Linked DNA regions of Gossypium hirsutum: regions 1 and 2 are each linked to region 3. Evidence: chromatin contacts called from public Hi-C data. All regions are on one chromosome and are shown on one strand. Each heading gives the region's core, a stretch centred on a gene start, on an enhancer-like site or on the middle of the called end of the contact. The rest is flanking DNA. Distances are from core to core; before and after follow the strand shown. Region 1 holds the start of LOC121215915 (two-component response regulator ARR5). Region 2 holds the start of LOC107899005 (ATP synthase subunit beta, mitochondrial). Region 3 holds the start of LOC107899620 (chaperone protein dnaJ 16).

Evidence for each region. Hi-C and Micro-C count contacts between places; a contact is called where the count stands out from the background.
Region 1: a contact with region 3 is called in a Hi-C map of leaf, with 1.9 times the contacts expected there. The contact joins the promoter of LOC121215915 here to the promoter of LOC107899620 in region 3. A contact is called at or near these places in 6 of 34 Hi-C or Micro-C datasets (all in leaf).
Region 2: a contact with region 3 is called in a Hi-C map of leaf, with 1.9 times the contacts expected there. The contact joins the promoter of LOC107899005 here to the promoter of LOC107899620 in region 3. A contact is called at or near these places in 4 of 34 Hi-C or Micro-C datasets (callus, leaf and petal).

The regions. Positions count from the first base shown.
Region 1 is chrD04:50,589,474-50,592,173 of Gossypium_hirsutum_v2.1, reverse strand. LOC121215915 (two-component response regulator ARR5) reads right to left here and starts at 1,281. Exons shown (of 5, transcript XM_041090786.1): 1 at 1,202-1,281; 2 at 379-1,124; 3 at 193-278; 4 at 1-95. The coding sequence starts at 541.
Region 2 is chrD04:50,630,520-50,633,252 of Gossypium_hirsutum_v2.1, reverse strand. It overlaps LOC107899005 (ATP synthase subunit beta, mitochondrial), which reads right to left and starts at 1,326. Exons shown (of 9, transcript XM_016824592.2): 1 at 726-1,326; 2 at 117-192; 3 at 1-28. The coding sequence starts at 1,202.
Region 3 is chrD04:50,421,910-50,424,609 of Gossypium_hirsutum_v2.1, reverse strand. It overlaps LOC107899620 (chaperone protein dnaJ 16), which reads right to left and starts at 1,316. Exons shown (of 12, transcript XM_016825387.2): 1 at 708-1,316. The coding sequence starts at 847. TRNAQ-UUG (transfer RNA glutamine (anticodon UUG)) reads left to right here and starts at 1,717; the gene lies at 1,717-1,788.

The DNA of each region.
Region 1 (2,700 bases), core at 32-2,531, 170 kb before region 3:
CTAAAAGCTGAAGATTCCTTCACTTTTTTGAGCAATTCGTAGCCGGTCATTCCAGGCATACAATAATCGGTGATAATCAGATCAACCTTCAGACCCTGAAAATCACAATAAAAAAAAGGCTAACGAATGAGCTCAGAAAAATCAATATCCGGGAAATTTTGTGATGAAATTGCAATTATTATTAGTACTCACATCAAAACCATTCGTTTCTTTCTTTTGAATCTCCTCATCTAATCCCAGGTATTGCAAAGCTCTCCTCCCGCTATCCACTGCCGTCACTGCACAAATCCAAAACCAAACCCCCATTCAATTCAAATCCAAACTAATTAATTAAAAAAAAAGAGTTGAAGAAAAAGAAGGGAATCTGGATGAACAAACCTTTACAAGAGGAAATTCTGAGCAAGCGTTCAATGACTTTCCGATCAACGAGGCTATCATCAACGGCAAGAACATGAACTTCTTCAGTATCAGAAGTAGAAAGATCGTAGCCGTCTATCTTCTCCGTCGTCCTCATCCAAGCAACGCCACCGTTCCGGGCCATCTCAGAGACAACAGAATGAAAGAGGGAGATTTCTGTAATGCAAAAAAGGAAAAAGGGAGAGAAGGAAGAGGTGGGCTGTAATAAAACAAGGTTTCCACCCCTGGTTCAATGGTCTGGCATTTTATACGGTGTAATGTTTTTTAAAAGAAAAATGGATATTAAAATATAAAATTTCTCTCTCAAATCAAATCTTTCTCACACTAAGAAATCCCCGCAATCTAATATTTTAATGCAAAAGGAGAGAGGGTTAATAGTCGCTGGGATTCGAAAATCCACTTCGATGCCCTGCCCCCTGGCCCCTGTCCCTTTTCACTTCCCTCTTTCCATTATTTCGTTTAAATATCGTGGTGACAGATAAGATAAATTGGTCAAAAAAAATTATTATTGAGGGACGTGCCAGTGAATGGTCGGAATCGAGCAGGGAAACTGACCGGAGGTCAATGGAGGAAGGCGCCGTCAAATCCGACACATCTCCCGAACCGGCGGCATAAATAACAACAGCTTAAAAATATGTTTCTTTTCTCCCTCTTCAACCGGCTTTGAAAAGACGGATGGAATTGGACAAACAGCATCTTTACTATTTCTAGGAAGGGTGAACACAGATTTTTATTAACAAAAACAAAAACAAAAACATCCTATATTTTCAAAATTAATAATTACCTTTTCTTTTTAATAATTTAAATAAAAATTCTAACTTCCTCGTTGCTTGTTTTTCGCAGGTACCACCCCACCTAGTGTTCTCCCTTTTTTGGTCTATAAATTCTTGTGTATTTATTTAAATACACGTGCTACTGTCCATGATTTACTGTGATTCTCTTAATTCACCATTAATCAACTTTGGTTTATGCCTTCATCACCTCTTCTTCTACCATTCAAGCTTTATGTCTTCTTCTACCCTTTAATTATTAAAAATAATAAATATTATTTTAAACCGCTTATTTAATGCCTGTATACCTTGTATAAATATATGATTTACCCACAACATGCTATAGAGCTGGTATATATTAACTTCTCTAAAAAATTCAGTGACATGGGTGAATATACCCAAATTGAGTAAAGAAGTAAGAATGAAAAGAGGGAATTAGTTAGGGAATAGAAATTAGGAATTGAAAAGAAGAATGAGAGGATAAGGACATGAAATAGAGGTGATCAAAGGGATTTAGGGAATATTAAAAACGCAGAAATGGAGTTGAAAAGGTAGCCAAAACGACAAGAGAGAGAGAAGGGAGAGATTTGGGGGAGTCGAAAACAAATCTGGGGGTGGGGGGGGGGGGACCAACAAAGCTTTTTCTAATCTTTTGGACTGTTCTTTTAAGTTTTGAAAACTGCATATCAAATCTTGGAGATCGCCTTAACCTTGCCTTGAAATCAACAATCATCGGATCCGATCCGATCCGATCCTTAACTCTTACCCCGCCTTTCCTTTTCCTCCCCATTTTTTCTTCTCACGATTTGCCTTTTCTACTTTACTTTTTATTCATTCAAGTTTTATTTTCTTTTCACAATTATTTAAGCTTCCATTCAACCTCTTTTTTAAGGTTTATTAATATATTAAAAAATCTTAAATTATTATCTTTTGTTTAAAACAAGTCAATCTACTTTTTTTAAATTAAATAAACTCATATTATTTATTAGTTCACCAAGCTTCATTAATAGAAAATGATATAAATTTCGAGTTAAATATTGATTAGGAAAATCTGGAGTTAAATTTATTTATAAATATTGAAAAGAAGTTATAATATCTAAAAGAAATTATTACAAAGAAAAACTTTTTCCATTCTTCTCTACTTTGATTCAAGGATCGTCTAGACTTTGATCTAAGATTGATGCGAGTTGCTTCAAGGGTCATCAAGACTTGACTCGTAAACTAGGTCTGGCGAGATACTTGGTTGAAAATTAGACTTCATGGAATTCAAGGGCTTTTGAGACTTGATGTTGAATCAATTATGTTCACTTCAAAGTTTGTTGAGACTTGATTTAAAAAACAATTTTGGACAGAATTTGGATTAAGAGTCTTTGAAACTTGATCTTGGATGGTTCAATCTGCTTTAAGGGTCATCGAGACTTTATCTTAAAAATAAGTTTTTATCTCCTTTATGTTGATGCAAAGAGGCTAACAAGAGCTTTGATCCAAGAGTATTCTAGACTTGATCTTTGAT
Region 2 (2,733 bases), core at 77-2,576, 210 kb before region 3:
CTGTGAATGGGCAAGAAGTGGTCGGTTTCTGTCAAGCATTAACTCAGTTAGACTTTGTCGCCTCTACACTATAAAGTAAACATTTCAAAAAATTACAAAGTTGGAAAGTCTCTTACTGAGTTCGCCTTTCTCGTCAATAGGCTCTCCAATGACATTTATGATACGACCAAGAGTAGCTCTACCAACAGGCACCTAACAAGAACAAACATGATTAAGAGGTTCATGAAATTAAAAAAAGTGTTATCGCTAGACAACTTCTAAAGGTTAAAAAAAGCCCATAAAAGAACAATGACTAGATGAAAAGAAGAAAACCAAAAGGCCAAGAGAGAAAATTGTTAAGCTCTATAAACAAGGGAGAAACGTTAAGATCCTGATCAAAACGCCCGAGTCATGGGTAACACAAAAAAGAAAGCTTTTATTTATTACTATTATCAATTCAAAGGGCAATATCAGCAGTATGTAGTTGACCAACAGATAAATAAGTAATGAGTTCTAATTAGACGCCCAATAGGTCCGAAAGAAAATTCACTGAACTCTAGAAAGAGACATATTTGAATAAGAAATTTCTCACTTATTCCAGATCAGATTCCGATAAAATGTAATTCAGATCCATAATAAAACGAATAAGATGTTCCCCTTAATTCCAAAAATACCAAAACACAAGAAATCTTCAAAAAGATTATCAGCTCCTATAAAAATGAAAACAATAAGAATAAAAACTTTACAGTGATAGGAGATCCAGTGTTGAGAACCGGCTGCCCTCGGACCAGTCCCTCCGTTCCATCCATAGCAATGGTCCTAACCATGTTTTCACCCAAGTGCTGAGCCACTTCCAGCACAAGCCGGATCGAGTGGTCCATCACTTCAAGCGCCGTCAAAATCGGAGGCAAACCTTCATCGAATCTAACATCGACGACGGCACCGATCACTTGACAAACCTGACCGATGGCTCCAGCACCAGTGAACTCATCAGTGATCTTACCTTTTCCGCCCTTCTTAGCGGGAGGAGGCTGCGATGGAGCAGAAGCGGCAGCAGCCGCAGATGTAGAGTACTCAGCATCGCGTGAGAGAAAGTAAGGGCAAGGAAAAGGGCGGCGCGTGGGGGAAGGGGAAGGGAGGCGAGGGGTAGGGCTGGGAGATTTGGAGAGAGATCGGCGAGAAGTGGAGCGGAGGAGAGAAGAGAGGAGTCGACGCGAAGCCATTGGAAAGGGCTCCCAGATACAGGCTAGGGTTTGAAAAGTGGAGCTTTTTTGAGAGTGAGCGATCAGCTATTCCGCTTGTTTAATAGGAGAGGCTGAAAAACTTCGATACCGTATTTGTAGTGGTATATTGGTACCAATACGTATCTATACTATTAATGTATTTTGACCAACTATATTGAATTTATCAATTTTTTTAATTATTTTTTTATAATATTAAATTTAGTTCTTAATATTTATATATTTTATCAATTTGGCTCTTTTTTAATTAAATTTGACTCTTGACTTGTTAAAAATTTTTAAATTTGAACATCAAGCATTCAAAAAGAGTCGAGTTGTTGTATATTTAATGGAAATACAAATTAAAACGTTAAATTTTTAAGCATGGTAATTTACGTGTACTTCAGGCTATTTTTTTATTTTTATGAACTTTTTATACATTTTTTATATTTTTAATTTTTTTGAATATTTTTTATAATTTTTAAATTATTTGTTAGCATGACATATAAAACAAATAATGACATATCCGTAAAAATTACACATTAACTGCCACGCTGGTTGCCACACCAACATTGTTAAAAAAATTAATGTTTTAGTCCATATTTTCACTAAAACAAAAGCAATTTGACTTTTGTGAGGCACCCAAATCCTCAATTATGAGCAATTTAACTCTTTTTAAAAGATTAAATGCTAAATTTAACTCAAAAAAATAATAAAGAACAAATTAATGAAATATATAAACTTTAAGGGCTAAAATTATTATTATGCTAATATTTTTTTACATATATTAGAATTTTTCTTTAGTTTTTAATAAAATATTAGGCTATGGTGGAAAATTTTATGTAATAAATATATTATTAAAAGTTTATATAAAAAATGAAATTTTGATTAAAATGATAAAATTTATATGTGAATTTTATTTGATTTTATATAAAGACAACAACTATTCTTATAATAATATAATTTATTTTGATTTTTCAATTGAGTTTTTGTCAAATTGATTTATGAGTTTTAATATGATATAGATAGATATATCTTATTTATCAACATTCTTTAACTTCCTCAAAGATCAAAATTTAAATAAGAACATATCATATTATTTCAAATAAATTATAATAAAAAAAACAAGCATTACAAAAACATAATCGAATTAAATATTAAACTTCATCTAAAGTCAAATTAAAATAGTCTCAAAAAGTGAGATTTAAATTATAATAAATTTGAAGAAAACTCACGTATAATTTGCATATGATGCAAGTACTTAATGTCCTAATATTGAGTAGGACTCCACTTGAATTTATAGATAATGATAATTTATTATGATTTTAATTATAAGTATAAAATAAATATTATTTGTCCAAAAAAATATATACATATTTTATTTTTCAAACCTTAGCATTGTAGCTAAAAATGCTTTAAGAAGTTAAAAAGTTGATTTTAAACATGAATTTGTGAAGTAAAAAATAATAATTTTAGGTTAAAAATATATTTAAAAGATATTCAAATTCGTTAATACAATCAATCATCTCTATAA
Region 3 (2,700 bases), core at 67-2,566:
TGTCCAACGTGAACCTATCTGAAAAGTAGTCCATGCCATACATTGCATGTCCCAAATCACATATTTCATTTGTCATAGCTGCTTGCTGGAAAGGAGCATCATCAGGGCAAATAAACCATTCTTTGGACACATGTTGGAAACAATCATTTGGTTACTTTAGTTATGGTTTTATCTGTTGTTTGACAAGTATTCCAGATATCCAACCAGTCACTAAAGGCCAGCGTTATTCTGCTTCAAATGCCTATCCCTGCACAAGCATGGTATGGGACACCTGATCTAAGCAAAATCTGTTGTCTAACTGGCAAATACCAACACTAAAAATCTGAAGCTTGGCCAAGTTCTCCACAGCTATTGCTATATGTTGATAAATGACTGTCCTACACACTATCATTGGGAAGGCAAACCATCACACCAAACCCCAATCACTCATAAATCTCCAGTTATGGTTCGAAAATGCCATCCCAATTCAGGTCCTAAATACTTGGTATACTCCATGTACGCAAGTGAATTTACCTTTATAATTAACCATGGTTATCAATATCCTCAAACTAGTGTACTCTGATGTACCCTGAAGTAATCACTAAAAACTCTTAACAAAAATACCAAGAATTCGAACATTTGAACAACTTTAAACTTATAAAGGAAAAAGACCGAAAATTTACAATTTAAAAAAAATTAAAAAAAAAGGTAAGAAAAACTAAACATACTTGAGGGCCATTTTTCTGTACGCGCTCTTAATTTCCTGATCCGTCGAGTTTCTCAATACCCCAAGCACCTCATAAGGATCTCGACGAAGATGCTTCGCAATGCCATCGTTTTTCTCGGACTTGGATCGATGTGGCGGCATTTTTCTATAAACACCACCAAACAAAAAACTGAACCGGAATACTGTTCTATGTTAAGGTAAGAAACCCTAGAAATCCAAAACCTTCAACTAAATTCCAAAAACGGAATGGAAATTAACTCCCTTATGTCTCCACCACATTTCAACAAAGTAGGAGACTTTTTTAGGGGGTTAAGAAGCGAAAAAGGAAAGATTCAGGTGCATAGAGAAGAGAAGATAGAAAGAGGAAACTCCATGGGACTTCCAAGCTGGAGGTTTGAGAGAGAGAAGAGAAAGAAAGAGGAGGAAAATTGGAGGGGAAATTAATTAGGTGTAATGTTAATATTTTAATATATTCATTTTTAAAATTTAAATTTGAGACAACCTATATCGTCATTGGTTTATAAATATTTTCAAAAACCAAAAATCGATGGCTATGCGTTTATCTGAACAGTACCATTGCAGAATGGAGATTGCACACTGCGCACTGCAGTCTGCAAGCGCATATCTGCTTGCATTGGCACGTGTCAAGGGATCGAGGCGCACGTGGGTGCGCATTGCGCATAATTTGCATTCCCCGTTGGAGCGGGATTTTGAAAAAACATGGAAATTGTTTAATTTTATATTTTAATTATAATCTACAAATATAATTAAAGGTAAAAGCATAAGATGTTGAAGTTTTTATAGCCCAAATTATTAGTTTATTAAAAAATATATAAATACATAAATTACCGAATCTAGTTCTCTCAATTCCAAATACTGAATAATGATCTTGTTGCATGATTTAGAATAATCCGATCACTAACTTGCCGAGTATTCTTATTCCCACTGAAAATCTTTTTGTTTCCTCTAGTTTGGTTCTAAATTGTAATTTATATTTCTTTAGCATCGCCGGTTCTATGGTGTAGTGGTTAGCACTCTGGACTTTGAATCCAGCGACCTGGGTTCGACTCCCGGTAGGACCTTTTTTGTTTGATTAATGCAAATCAAAGATTATTATTTTATGACACTTTGGTGTTTAAATACCTTATGAAAAATGATACAAACTTTACCTTAAAATGTGATATTTAAAAGAAAATTGGTTATTAATTTTATCATAATTCGGACTAAAATTTATGTGGTTTTCTATTTTTTCATAATTTTTTTATGATTAATATTTTAACAATTAGACCGTTATATTTCATGCTCTAGTTATATAAATCATGCATGTCAAGTTTGATATAAATTAAAAAATTCTAAATAAAAAAAAAAGACTTTCAGCCATCAAATATATATTAATATAAACAATATTTTAGATTAATATGATAGAGATACCGAATCGATTAAAAATTTTGCATGCATGATAAGTACAAATATTTTAACAAATTCAACTATTGAATCGTTAAAATATTAATAGCATAAAAAGTTATCAATGGTGTAAAATAACTTAAGTCTTACACTGTATAAGTGAATCCCTCCCCCATAATTATTTGAATGTGTATAATTTATATTTATAATTGTGATTATACCTATAATTATATAATTGTTTGATCCAAACCAATCTAATCTTCAAGTATAGTTGCTATTGGTAAGGCTGTAAATGAACTAAGTTTGAACGAACAAACCTCTGTTCATGTTCATTTGTTTATTTTTAAGTTTGTTCGTATTCAATTTGTGTTAGTTAAGAATTTCAAATTTTTTGTTCGTGTTCATTTATTTAAATTCATGTGAGTTCATGTTCGTTTGTTTAATATCCACGAACATGTTCATTTAACTTAATCGAATATGTTCACAAACATTTAAATGAACATGTTCATGAACATATAATTGAACATGTTCACGAACAATATTAATGAATAATAAACAAACATATAATAAATAAATACATACACATATAT